Linked DNA regions of Eptesicus fuscus: region 1 is linked to region 2. A link is a contact called in public Hi-C data. All regions are on one chromosome and are shown on one strand. Each heading gives the region's core, a stretch centred on a gene start, on an enhancer-like site or on the middle of the called end of the contact. The rest is flanking DNA. Distances are from core to core; before and after follow the strand shown.

What was found. A called contact is a pair of places that touch in the nucleus more often than the background predicts.
Region 1: a contact with region 2 is called in a Hi-C map of liver, with 3 times the contacts expected there. The contact joins the promoter of SLC6A5 here to the promoter of PRMT3 in region 2. A contact is called at or near these places in 2 of 2 Hi-C or Micro-C datasets (liver and muscle).

Annotation. Positions count from the first base shown.
Region 1 is chr13:56,389,420-56,393,945 of DD_ASM_mEF_20220401, reverse strand. SLC6A5 (solute carrier family 6 member 5) reads right to left here and starts at 2,323. Exons shown (of 16, transcript XM_054725220.1): 1 at 2,306-2,323; 2 at 728-1,264. The coding sequence starts at 2,323.
Region 2 is chr13:56,247,585-56,251,823 of DD_ASM_mEF_20220401, reverse strand. PRMT3 (protein arginine methyltransferase 3) reads right to left here and starts at 1,583. Exons shown (of 16, transcript XM_008148971.3): 1 at 1,525-1,583; 2 at 1,128-1,263. The coding sequence starts at 1,552.

The DNA of each region.
Region 1 (4,526 bases), core at 1,074-3,573, 140 kb before region 2:
AGGGACCACCGGTAATAGTTGCTTATCTTTCACCCACGATTGGGGTTTGCTCTGTGGGTTTTTCATGCCTCTGGTTGAGCATCAAGGATCAAATGCAGAGCTGGTTCCAGGTTTGTGGAGCCTGAAGCTTATACAATTGAATGGAGGGCTGGGGCATACAAAATTAGGATGACAACATTAGGTACCAGATTTATTTTATTTTACTTATTTTTGGGAAAGCCTTGAAACTTAAGTTTCGGGAGCAGGCTCCCGTAAACCCAACTCCCATCAAACGAGTTCTCACGTGATAAAGGGTAACTCACAGTGAAAAGGCTACAACACTTAAACGAGTATTTCCTCTGGGTGTTTCTTCTTTTTTAATTAAGAAAAATAATTAAAGACCCAGTTATTGGCAAGTGGGGGTTGTCTTCGTAAGGGGGTAGGAATCTATCTGCCTCAATTGCTGAAGCAGGCTGCACCCGGTTTCTGCTCCCACTGAGGCTGGGAAGGGACAGGGAGCGGCAGGTCCTGAGGTCTATCCCTCGGGCCGGGTCACTACAGCCCCCCTGCCCTGAACTGGAGACCCCAGCGCAGTGCGAGCTTCCGAAGCCCCAAAGCTGCCGTCAGCACCCCATTACCTGACACTGCCAACCAGTCTCCGCATCAGCACACGTGCACCCGCCACTGCCCGCTCCCCTCGCGCGCCTGGGGAGCGGGAGGCTGCGCGGGCCGAGAGCAACCTGCTTACCTGGGCGGCAGTGGTCGCCACGCTGCCAGGCAGCACAGACGTGATTCCATCCGTGCCCAGCACCACGGTGCTCTGGCTCATATTCACCCAGCCCACGGCTGGGGTATTGTTCCGCTCCAGGGTGCCCTTGCCCACACTCACGTCCGCATCCTCCTCCGGGCCCCGAAGGGCCGGAATCTTACAATGCATCGCGTTGCCCGGCCCTGCGCCCCCAGGAGGGGCAGCCTGCGCGCCATGAGTCTCGCTCAAATCCCGCAGAGCCGCGGAGGGGGCTGGCGGCCTCGGCCTCGGGCTACTGAGTTTGCAAGCCCCCAGCCCCTGGCGTTCAGCCTCACAGGCTCGTGCATCGAGGGACTGGAAAGTTTGGGCGCCGGTGGAAGCCGACCGGGGCACACTGGGCGGCGTGGCTGAGGCTGCGGGAAGGTCCTGCTCCGGGCTGGTCCTGGGCGCGCAGGAACCCTCGTGGTGGCCCAGCACCGCCGCCGCCTCAAGGCTGTTGGCTGGTTGTTTGTTCATTTCCTTGGGAGCACCGCAATCCTGCAAATACAACGTGAAATTCGTGCAAAAAGAAGAAAAAAAAAATCAAGGCAGCTTTGAAATTAACCTGTGTCTACATCTAGAGATGTTCACAGCTCAGGTCCAAACACAAGATCTAAGGAACAAATTGAAATCCGGATTTTTCTTTCCTTTTCCAAGAAAAACTGCAGTCAGTATTTTTCAATTTGCCTGTCGGGTCAATAACCAGATGACATAAGGAAGCTAACATTCTCCTCCCTGGCGGAGTGGAACTAGGAAAAGAGGCAGAACTGGGTTTTTTGGAGTGTCAAGGGGAGGGTGGAAATAGCCCTACAGTCACGAGCTCCCCGCCCTCTTTGGATTTCACATCACGGCTGTAGGGTGCCCATGTCCCCATCGCCATTGTAGAAAGATTCTTTAATTTTCCGCCCCATTTCCTTTGTCATTCAACAATGCACATTGCCTCTTTTTTTTTTTCTTCCCATAAGCGATAGACAAGCTGTGGCCACAAAGCTGATGCCCTGGCACCTGCGAGGATTTCAGGCCAAATCGTCTGTGCGAATCCCAGTGATCCAAAATCCACCCCTGCCCGCCAGGTAGCAAAGGCAGGGATAGCAACAACAACCCAACAACATTGACAAACCACACTTAAAACACTAGACGGTAACCAGGTTTGTTATCTTACACAATCTACATTTACTCCCAGATTCCCAGACATGTAAAAGAACATGCAAAGTGCCCGCCTCCAACCCAGAATACCTATTCACAGAAGTCTGATATCCTTCATGGCCCTACACCTGCGTGGGGACCAAAACTCATGATTGATTTTCATTTGCTTTCTCCCAACTGAGGTTCAAATTAAAAGAACTACCAGCGGTGGTTTTTCCGTCTGCTTTCTTCCTTCTCGTTATCTTTCGAGGTTTCCTAAACATTAGTACCAGGAATTACTATGATACTGTGAGAATAATCGTATTATCGTCAGCTCATCCACACACCTCTCATCGAGTCTTCTTGCACAAGTGCACACAGCAGAACTCCTTAATTTGCACCAATCTAAAGTACCTTGACTCCAGCAAGCATGCTTATCTCAGCCTCTAGGACCCAGAGCCACTAGCCTCCCACCGGCATCTGATTTCAGCACCGAGGACAGTGCTGAGAATCCGCAGGGTAGGTGACCCAGCCAACCTCTCCGCTCCATACCTTCAGAAACCTCTTGGACCACAAGTGCAAATACTACGGCTGTGACAACCGTCCTCCCTCCTTCTTCCAAAATGTACAGAACATTTCAAAAAGAAGCATTCAAAAACGAATCTGCTCCTCCTAACCCCGCAGCCCCCTCTCTTAAAAGAACAACAAAAAAGCAAACACTCACCATGTCTGACACCGGCAGCAGATTGAATAGGTAGAGAGCGTGAAACCAGCTACTGACAAGACTGGCTTTGATTCCAGCTAGAGAGGCGCTTTCTATATCTCCTTAGGAAAGGCGAGGTTTGCGTCAGTGCAAAGCAAGGTGCCCTTCGTTTGACATTTTCTTGATAATACAAGTTTGATAAATCATTACCCCCATGGATTCGAGTTTTAAAGGGACAACAGCCGTGAGTACGCTGGCCCGTTGCTGTCACTCGGGAGGGAGGGGGGCTGCGTGTTCAGCGTGACTCATGTGGGTCTGATTACTAAACCGAAGCCAGCGGGAGGAGATGACAGAAGTTTGCCTCTCCCTAATTAAGGAAAACATGGGAAGGACACGTCCCACTGCACCCAAGGCGAGGCGCAGAGCGGATTGGGCTGCCGAGGTGGGCGCGGGGGAAGGAGTTAAATCACCGTCATGTTTCCATCCCTCTCTGCTACTACATCCGTAGCTGCCTCTCCAAATCTGCAAGCAGCGGATTCCACAATATTACCCCCCAAACGATGGAGGGTCTGCTCGTGGCACCACAGCTCTGCCATGGCTGCCGCACAGGGGTGCTGCTTGGGTAAGGGTGTTGTGCCCACCTGCGTGTATGGGGACTTAGAGTCTCACAGCCCTACCCTTCCAGACGACCAGTGTTAGAGGGATCCTGGACTTTCGCTTAAAAATTGAGGTCTACCATTTGCATTCCTATTTTATCTCTATTGACACAACAGAAATCCCTGGGTAAAATTACGATTGCCCTCAATGTATTTGTTAAGCTCCTCTGAAAACTATTTTAGAGAAATAAAAAGGGAAGCATCTCCAACACCGACCTGGTTCTTAGGTCACTTTCAAAGTCAAAGGAGACTCATGTTTTCTTCTTAGCGCTCTCAATAAAAACTCACCGCAGCTAGGCCTGGTTTGGAAGCGTGAGGTCTTAGACACCCTCAGAACCAGGATCCCCCACAGCCAGCTGGCAGGGCTGGCCATCCCCCAAGCCATGGGAAGGTGTGCTGCCCTACTCCGGCGGGGGTGGGGGGTGGCCGTGGCGATAAAAAAGAGGGACTTTCCTTTGGGTGCAAAAATACCTTTACAAAGAAGGTGTAGTTTGGAGACTGGAAGGGGATTCGTAGGTAAACCGCTTCCCCTCCCTCCTTCCTGGGGGCCTGGTTCGGGTAACCCCTGGCCTCCGGGATGGGGAGCTACAGAAAGCACTCAGTCCCTTCCCCGTGGCCAGGCCAGCATCCCCACCCGCCGCCTCAGGGGAGGGGGGGGGGTCGGCGCGGTTGCACCGGCTGGACCGCCCCCACGCAGCGGGAGGGCAATGCCGCGGGGCGGGCGAAAGCTGCTGCGGCAGATTGTGGTGGGTGCCTGGGGCGCCGTGGAGGCCCCTCCCGCCACCTTCCAGCGGCGCGCTGGCGTTCCCACGCCCTGCTCCCAGGCTCCCCGCTGGGCCCTCTGATGGAAGAAGCCTGGGGATCCAAGGTCCGCACCGATATTGAAGGAGGACAGGTTCCCCGAAGAGACCCTCCTTGAGAGCTGCCTGGCGGGTTCCAGGCCGCGTTTATGGTAGTTTTGAGTTAACATTTACTAAGTTCTCAACATTGAACCACTGTGCAAGAGCTTTCCATGAATTAGCTCTTTTAGCATTGACAGCAACCTTTGAGAAACTCCCAGTTTTAAAGCTGGGGAAACGGAAACTCATGAAATCTCCTCTGACCCTAGAAAAATCTCCCAACCCCTTTCACAGGGCTGGGCCGGGCGGGGAGAGAAGCACCCAATTCTCCCTGGAGGCCCGCTCCGCTCCGAAGGAAACCAGGCAAGTGAAAGAGACAGGGTGGGCCTGGCGGGTTTGGGCTGAGGACTGTCAGGACGGCAGGCGGAGCCAAGAAG
Region 2 (4,239 bases), core at 334-2,833:
ATGTAATTTTACAGCTGGCATATTCCCTAAGTGCTGTACTTCAAAGGTGATCTTGTAGTGTTCCCAAAGTACTTGCATTACAGACACTGTGAGGACCAAGTCTCGATTATGTGACCTGTAAAACTGAAGGACCCAAAGTAGGCATACGCAGCACAGAAGCTGCGTATCTCTTTTCTATGCCTCGCACAGTGCCATGCAGCAGTTAGCTTTCAACAAATGTTTACCAAGACCGGTCATTTTTGCAGCATTTATGCAGCCTGTCACAAAGAAGTCCATCCTGATGCTCCACAAATTTCACGCATCTATAGCTACCCATATGAGGCAACAGGTGCGAACAATGATGAATCCATAGGGGCTAACATACCACCAACCAGCACCACGCCCAGATTTAAGGAAAACTGGAAAATGTTTATCAAGTGACCCTGGCCGATGCCACACAGGCCTCTTTCATGCCCACGTGCCAGGACAGCAGCCAAAGTCAATGCTTGTGGAGATGAAGAGGCAGAATTGTACGTGGAAAGAACATGGGTTTGGATATGACAAACCACAGCTGGGTGACCTTGAGCACGTTACTGATATCGGAGTCTTCTTTTTAACCTAAGTGAAAAGGCATCAATTCCTTCCCCTTCAATAGGGGAGGAGCCCTACCTAAGAAGGGTTGTTCTTTAAATGGTTCAAATCAAGCATTGCACCTGTGAAGCTCTCTGCTTGTCTGAGAATTACAGAATTGGTAAAGCTGGAAGGGTCCTCCTGAGAGATTAGTTTAGTGACTCTGAGATTGGGACCTTTATAAAAATAAGAGAAGATTCCTGGGTCGCCATCCTGACTTAGAAGGACTGTGGTGCAGAGTTCAGCATCTGTGTGTTTTTCCTAAGTGTTTCAGGTGACACAAAGGTACACTACCAGAATTGGGAACCACAGATCCAGTTCAAAACCCTATCCTGTTACACACGGGGAAACTGAGGCCCGCCGAAAAGACAACCTGGCTTCCAGTTCATGGCTCCTCCCTCTAATACCACTTGGGGGTCTTCCTTCTCCACAAGCCCTCACTCCAAACCACAGGCTGGAGAATTCGAGCGCAGGGCACCCCCGGGCGGGCAGGAGCCCCGGCGCTGAGGAGGACGAACCTGTCACAGAACAGGCAGGGGGTCTGCTGCTTGTCGTGGGGGAGCTCAGCATCGTCCTCGTCCTCCCAGGCGGCCTCGTCCCCGCTGTCGGACAGGTCTGGCAGGTCCTCCTCATCCTCCACAGCGCCCCGGCCTCCTAGCACACGCAAAAAGTCAGGTCCGCTTCGGACGCCAGGGCCGGCCCGGCGCACGAGGAGGAGGGTGGGGAGAGGGCTCCACTGCAGGGGAGCGCCGCCCGCGCCCCGCTCCCCGGCACCTCCCCCAGCCCCCCTCAACCCCCGCCCCCCCCAGCAAGGCCCCACCGCCCGGGCTCCGCGCCCCGGAGGCTGCAGGGGGAGGAAAGGGTCTTTCGCCAGCCCCTCGGCGGCGCGGGTGCTGAGGGGCCGGGAGTACCCACCAGTAGCGCCCGACGCTAACGAGCACATGGCTGAGGTGCCCGGGGAGCCCGGCGTGCTGGGGGCGGGGACCTGGCTGAGCGGCGCGCGCGGCCGTCGCGGGACTCTCGGACCGGGGCCCGGGAACGAGCGCGCGCACGCGCGCAGCAGGGAAGGAGTTGGGGACACTTCGCGGGCGTCTAGACACGCGAGAGCGCGCGCGCGGGGGGGCTCGGGAGCGCTTCCGGCCCCGAGATGGCGGCGCTGGTCACGTGGACAGGTGGGCGTGGAGAAAGCCCGGGGTGGGCGGGGCTGAGGCCCGAGATCCGCCTCTCCCGCCGCAGTGTTGACGCGTTGCGCCCGGAGTCAGCGCGTTGAAAAGCGGTCTGAGCGTCTCAGCCTTGGACACGACTTTCGTTTCTTCCTCCCGCTGCCACAGGCTTTAGCGGAAGGTGCTCGACCGCAGCCCTGGGCCCTGGTGGGGAGACGCCGCTGCGGTTTTGCAGTCGGCACCCCGCCCGCCGAGCTTCCCCGTTCTGGGTTCTTGGAGGGGAGAGCGGCCCGCGGCGCCCTCTGGTGGCGGAGGAGGCAGAACGCAGGCAGGATCCGGACTCCTCTGGTTCCTGGGCTTCCCTCCCCCCTCACCCCCATGCGGTAAAGCTGGGGGAGAGGGAACTGCGGGAGCCAGCGTGGGGGTACTGCAGACCAAAGCCTTGCAGGCTGCTTTAAGGATCTCAGTCTTTAATGTTCAGTGGTAAAGTGAGAACATGGACTCCGTAGCCAACCTACTAGTACTTGGTTTGATTCCTTCTTCTATCCCTTTTCCATGGAAAATAACTTCACGGAGTGATCTGACCATAAATCCCTAACTGGGCAAGTCAGGTTGGGTAATCAACCCCAGGCATATAACGTTTAGTAAAAGGTTCATTTTGACCTTAAGCAAGCCCTGTCCATTGTTTCTGTGCATCTGGGTTAATACACGTTTGAAATTAACCATAACCGCCCTCAAGAAAACACAGAACCTCGTGAACTATCCTGTAACCCAATCCTGGCCTTGCTTTTTCCCACCTTAATGTAATCTTCCTTACATTCCCTCCTTAATTTTAAATGCATAAGAGAAACTGCAAGACTTATTCTCCGGAGCACTTGAGATCTTGCTCCCCAGCGTAGGTCATCAGTTTGGCTCAAATAAACTTATTAAAATTCTCTACAGGTTTGGATATTTCTTTTGTAGACACTGCCTAACTCTATGATTTTCAGCAAGTTACTTGACATCTCCCTACCTCCATTTCCTCAACTACAAAATGGAGATAATGCACTAACCACAGGGTTATTGTAAGGATAAAAACGAATTAATACATGTAAAGTGTTTAGACATAATTGTTAACTTTATCCTCAATAACGGTAAGCAGTTGACCTGTTTGGTTAAGCAAGGGAGTAATACTGTCAGATGTATTTACTTATTTTTATTTTTAAAAAGTTTTTATTGATTTTAGAGGGAGAAACATCAACTTTTCCACTTATTTATGCACCCATTGGTTGATTATTGTATGTGCCCTGACCAGAGATCGAACCTGCAACCCTGGTTTATCAGACAACACTCTAATCACTTGAGCTACCCTGCCAGGGCGGTCAGATGTGTTTAGTACAGCGATTTTCAACCTTTTTCATCTCCTGGCACATAAACTAATCACTAAAATTCTGCGGCCCACCAAAAAAATATATTTTTTTGCCTATCTGACAAAAAATAGGTAGGATTTTTTTCTTTCTTTAATCCTCACCCAAAGATATGTTTTCATTGATTTTTTTAGAGAGAGAAACATTGATGTGAAAAAAAAAAACATCAATGGGTTGCCTCCTGTACACACCCCGACTGGAAATTGAACCTGAAATCTTGGTATGTGTCCTGACTGGAAATCAAACCCACAACCTTTTGGTGTATGGGACAATACTCCACCAACAGAGCCACCCGACCAGGACAAAATAGGTATAATTTTTATCCATTCACACCAGATGGCTATTGTGTTGGTCGTTGTCATTTTTTATGTGACAGTCTGAGGGAAAAGAGGTCAGTGCCCCTGACTAGTCAGGTATGGCATGTTTTTAAAAATCTTGTGGCACACCAGTTGAAAATCGCTGGTTTAGAAAGTCTCATGCTGGCTGCCGTGTGGGAGGAACACAAACCTTTCCATGCCTCATGTCTTTCTTCCCTTCCCCGTATCTGTTCAAACCATAGACGGCTTTATTAGGTGGGAGTGGGCAACAGTAATTTCGGAAGGTAATGCCCCAGACTCTTAATCCCAGAGGCTAGCATGCTGATGGCACACGTTTCTAAAATGAAATTGGCTACCATGGCCTACCAGGCTCTACATAATCCTGCCTCATGTCCCATCTCAACTCAACCATTCATCTTGGGCCCCATCCTCCAGCCTTTCCTTTGGACTCATCCTGTTCCCACCTCAAGGCCTCTGCTAAGAATACTCTACAAATAGGGAGGTACTTTTTGTCTCAGCAGAAAGTTCCTCACGTCACTATTTCTAAAGTAAGATCCACTGTCATCCCAGCGGCCTCCTGTTAAGTTTCTTAGCACCTACCATTTGCTTGTTTCTCTCTCTTTTTTTCTTCTTTGTTACCGACAACACTGTTTGCCCCATGACGGTAAGGCCACGTCTCTATTTCATTTCTCTGACACATAGTACATGGCCTAATTCATAATAGGTAACCGATAAACATGTTGA